2 separate regions of the Gossypium arboreum genome follow, and region 2 is linked to region 1. A link is a contact called in public Hi-C data. All regions are on one chromosome and are shown on one strand. The core of a region is the stretch at or near the end of the contact, and the rest is flanking DNA. Distances in the headings are between cores, read along the strand shown.

Evidence for each region. A called contact is a pair of places that touch in the nucleus more often than the background predicts.
Region 2: a contact with region 1 is called in a Hi-C map of leaf, with 4 times the contacts expected there. The contact joins the promoter of LOC108467348 here to the promoter of LOC108474491 in region 1. A contact is called at or near these places in 2 of 5 Hi-C or Micro-C datasets (both in leaf).

What each region holds. Positions count from the first base shown.
Region 1 is chr2:21,328,684-21,331,383 of ASM2569848v2, forward strand. LOC108474491 (pentatricopeptide repeat-containing protein At1g15510, chloroplastic) reads right to left here and starts at 1,295. Exons shown (of 1, transcript XM_017776432.2): 1 at 1-1,295. The coding sequence starts at 1,170.
Region 2 is chr2:21,510,961-21,513,702 of ASM2569848v2, forward strand. It overlaps LOC108467348 (caffeoylshikimate esterase), which reads right to left and starts at 1,364. Exons shown (of 2, transcript XM_017767984.2): 1 at 932-1,364; 2 at 1-264. The coding sequence starts at 1,238.

The DNA.
Region 1 (2,700 bases), core at 45-2,544:
TTCCATCATTCTGTAAGTATCCAAAGCTTTATCAGGCAGTACGTTGTTCTCATAACCCGAGATCATTGCTGTCCAAGAAACTACATCCCTCCATTCCATCCTATCAAAAACCTTCTCTGCTGTTTCCCAACATCCTAGACTAAAGTACATTTGAATCAAAGAATTACAAACTGAAACATCAGCCGACATCCCTGTTACAATCACATATCCATGAATTTCTCTGCCTAATCTCTCATCTCCAAGGCTCTCACATGCAGAGATCACACTCGTCATAGTCATCAAATCTGGATCAAACCAGTGCTCACGCATCTTAAAAAACAACCTTATCCCTTCCAAATACTCTCCATTCTCAAAATATCCTGAAATGATTGCATTCCAAGATATCCTATCTCTCCTAGCCATTTTATCAAACAATAACCTCGCTTTTGGTAAATCCCCACACTTTACGTACATAGTTATCAAAGAATTAATCACGTCAACATCTGCCTCAAACCCGAACCTAATAACATGAACATGAACTTCTTTACCTCTTTCCAAATTTGGAACAGCACCACAAGTTCTCAAAACGCAGGGGAAAGTATAAACATCAGGCTTAAACCCGACCCACAACATCCTATGATACAAACACAAAGCTTCATCGAAAAAACCTTTTTTTGCGTACCCACTAATCAAAACATTCCAAGAAAAAACATCTCTTTCTAGCATTTTACCGAAAACATACCAAGCATCACCCAATTTCCCAAACCTCACGAACATACTCAAAAAAGCATTTCCAAGCCTAAGACTCAAACAATTACTCGAATTCGATACATAACAGTAAACTTTAGAACCTTCTTCAAAAGCTTTCTTCCACTCACAGAGTCTGACCATACCAATAGCCGTGTCTTCATCTAATGGAATCTGCAATTCTTGCATTGAGTCAAGGTAGTTTAGAGCTTCTTGGAGTTTCCCATTGATACAAAGAAGGTGGAGATGGGAGTTGGGGTCGCTGCTGTTCAAGGAATTGGTGTTAAGGAATGAGAGCTGCTGTTGGGGTTGCGTTGAGGAGATTTGATGGGTTTTCCGTCGGTTCGAGAAATATAGGAATTTGGGTTTTCGGAATTTTCTGTGGATAGGACTTGGGAGGTCGGATTTGATAAGGCTTCGAGGAGTTTTTGCAGAGAAAGCCATTTTTGAAACTACAAAGCATTGCTGGTTTTGACGGGGTTTTTCTGAAGGGTTTAAATCGTCCTGGATAGAAGATAAAGCCAAACGCTGTCGTTTGCGGTTGTGGGGAATTTTTGAAATGGATATGCTACACCTAAGTCACTAAACTATTAGTAAATTTATATTTTGGTCACTTAACGTCAAAATATTACAAAATTATCACTGAACTATTCAAAAGTTTTTATTTAAGTCACTTAACTATTTGAATATTTGTATTTAAATCAACTAGCTATTAAGTTTTTTTCTAAAATCTGGCTAATGAGCTCCAAGCAATGATTCGATGATCGATACAATGAATCAATGCCCATCAAAGAGTAAAAAAATATATCTTAGATCCAAGTCAATTTAACAGTCAATGTTGGAGATCAAAAAAGAAAGCTACTTGGGTTTTAGTTTGCAAATTTGTGATGTTCAAAGGTACTTTATGAAAAAAAAGGCTTAAGGGAGTAAAAATCCCTCAAACTTTTTCAAAAAAAGCAATTAAGCCCTTCTTTTTTTTTCTTTTTTTTTTCACTTAATTGAGCACTTGAACCCTCAAGCTTCTTCAGAAAAAGCAATTAAGCCCTTGTTTTTTTCACTTAATTAGGTACTTGAACTCTCGAATGCATCAAAAGACCCTCAATTTGTTTCAAAAAGTAATTAAGCACCACTTTTATTAAAAATTAGAAAATAAATTATAAAAATAATAAATTTTAGAAAAAATTAAAATTAATAAAAATATAAAAATTTTAAATTTACTAAAATAGAATTTTTTTATAAAATCATAAAAATAAAAATTGTTAAATTTTATAAAAATCATAAAAAGTTAAGGACCCTAGCTTTTTCAATTAAAGTCATCAAGTGTCGAACACAGTGTGACATGTGGCAAAAATGATAAAAAAATTAAAATCAATAAAATTATAGAAAAATTATAAAATACTTTTTGGTAAGATAATTTTATAATTTTTTATGAAATTTATATTTTTTACATTTTGTATAATTTTCTTACGAGTTTATAAAATTTTATAATTATTTATATTTCTATATATTTTATATTTTTATAAAATTTTACAATTTTTATATTTTGTACGATTTTTATAATTTTTTATAATTTTTCTAATTTTTAATAAAATTAGGGCTTAATTTTTTTTGAAAAATTTTGAGGGTTTTTTTGATGCATTTTGAAAGTTCAAGTATTCAATTGAGTGCAAAAGAAAAATAGGGGCTTAATTGCCTTTTTTGAAAAGATTTGAAGGCCTTTTTGATCATTTTGAAGGTTCAAGTACCCAAATAAGTGCAAAAAAAAAAAAGAACTTAATTACTTTTTTTTTTTAAGTTTGAGGCCTTTTTGCACCCTTAAGTAAAAAAAAAAAAACTAAACTATAAAAAAGAATGTAATGAAGAACTTTCAATTGGTAATTGGTATAAGCGATGAGAACAAAGAAGGCCATACAACAACAGTTTTAACATCTGAATGCCTTAAATGAAAATTTTCGAATAATTTAGTGACCGCTT
Region 2 (2,742 bases), core at 114-2,613, 180 kb after region 1:
CCCATGTATCAGCTAATCCGAAGAGCAGACCGTACACGAACAACCGCACCTTACTCGGCTTCATGTTCTCAGGCATCACAAAGAGCGGCGCCGAGAAAATTAGACCGGTCCAAGTTTCAGGGTCGGATTGAAAGTACATGAGCATTGTTGCTGCTCCTCCCATGGATTCACCAAACAGGAATGCGGGTAAGTTTTTGTATTCATCGCTGTTCCGGACGTGCTTGAAGAATGATAAGGATGTTGCAGCAACTTTCTCCATGTCACCTACATTAAACAATCACCACCTCTGTTGATGAACTTCAATAGCCAAGTATTTAATCATTTTTCTTCAAATATCCCATAGTTTAATATGATGATAAAAGTCTGATATTACAATGATATAGCTTAAAATCCCAGTGGAAGGTGAACAATTGTTGAATCAAAAGTTCATCAAAATAACATGCTACTTCAAGTTTGTACTGCAGACTGGGAGGTTAAGGATGGAAGCAGCTAGGTGACTAACTAGAGGGCTTAACTGATTGGTATAATATCAACTTTGGTCCCTTTTAGCTATAAAATCTTAAATTTAAGCAAATCTTTTAACTTCGGCCCCCTAAACTTTTAAAACTTTATTTTGGCCCAGCAACAAATCCCTGGAGAAGAAGGGCGACATGAACTCCCTAATTTTAACTTATATCAGGTGTTTTTTTTTTTTTTAATTCATTCATATTATATCTTTACTTAACCCTCTGCTTATCTCAGGATTACTTCTCTTTCAATCCACAAACATAATATATATATATAGATATATACATATCTACTCCATAACTTTCTCAAAAGTTTATCTTGAAGTTATAAAGTTTTTTTATATTATTAAAATATAATCATCGGATATCCAGTTTATAAATAACATTAAAAAAAAAAGAAAGAAAAGAAAACAGAGATAAATTACCTAAGTAGCAGCGGAGACCCTCGGATCTGCCATGGCCGAGAAGATCAGCGGCGAAAACAGCATAACCCCAATTGGAAAAGTTGATGCAGATCTTCTGGAAGAGCCAACCAGTGTCGGATCCATAGCCGTGGGTCATGTAGACGGAGGCCTTCACTTTTTTATCCAAGGGTAAGAAGCTCTGGGTGAAGAGCTTTCCGTTGGGAGTGTCGAAGTAAGACTTGGTGTTGCGTACACCCTGCGACCTGTAATAGTCTTCCTCCGGCATATCACCCCAGAAATTCGCCGCCGCAGCTGCTTCGCCTGCCATTTTCGCTGAACTCTCCCAACGTAAATGCGCGTTTGTTTTTTGGTGCGGAAATGATTTTTGGATTTTGTTGATTTGATTTTATTTTCTGGGCAAAGTGGGAAAATAAGTTTACACCAACCGAGTTCTTTGGGAGTGGGTAAGAGTTGGTGGACTGACTTTTGGTGGGCTCCACTTCAGGGGTAGGTTTGGAATTCCATTTTATAAATAAAACTGTATGAATGTTGTAAGAAATTGGATTTCTAATTATATTTTTTATTTAATAAATAAATTCAATTTTATTGTTTGGATTTACTAATTTTTATATGAAAATGCAACACAATGGTTTTTTAAGGAAACACAATGCTATAATAGTTAAAAGAATAACGAAAATAAATAAATAAATAAAATACATAATATATGTAACAGGTTTTTATACAAGAAAGATTTAAACTTGTAGTAAACGGATGTTTGAATAATTTATGCAACAGTTTTTAAAATTCGATTATAAACTACTATTGAAATTTAATTTTTATGATAATTAAGTTTAGTTCAACAATAACTTTCAACTTTGAAACCAATGTGTAATTTTTTTAAATTAAATTCATGTTTTAATTTGAGAGTAGTTTTAATTACAATTTTAATAAATTAAACTCGAAAAATAACTCACATTTTTACATTCTAAAACCTGATTAAATTGAAACTTCATTTGCAACCTTGAAGTCTTGATTGAGTAGAATATCGAAACAGACCTTAGCAATATAGCATTTTGTTTAAGAAAGGATAAGGCTGTTTATTATTAAAAAAAGAAAAGGTATAGGGCCCCACCTACGTTGGTAGGTAGGAGGCCCCATTCTCACCAACCGCCAGCCCAACAAGTCTAGTTAGACTCAATGTATGAATTATGAAAGGCCTTAGCAATAAGGTCCAAAGACATTTCATGGGCCTACAATCTATTATTTTCTCACTACTTGCTTCTTTATATCATTTCACTTTCTTTCTACGCTTTGATTTATTATTATTATTATTATTAATTTTTTTTACAAGTGAATAAGCACATTGCACATTACAATGAAAAAGGAGGAAAAGGTTTACAATTATCGGGATAGATTCCGAAACCTCATGCCAATTAATCAGTGACGTGATTGACAATTTTACCTTCTTTATATATATATATATATTATAAATTCTAACCTGAAATAAAATAAAATATTAAAAGTATTTAATAAATAAATAATATTAGGGATAAAAATTTATTCGATGAGGCCTATTCACTAAGAATATTCATGCTGTAGGGGTTGAATCATAGGAATTCCCTATTAATAATGTGTGCGGATAATACGTATGGTAAAACGAATTATTTTAATAATTAAAAAAATTAATGATCAATTATGATTGGCGAAGAGTTTTGAGTGATTAATTACAAATAGCAGTTGTTTAAGAGTGGATTGGTGGATAAAAATGAAGATGAGTGGTGGATTGGGGTTTTAAAATTTACTATAACGATTCATGTTAGTATAAATGTTAT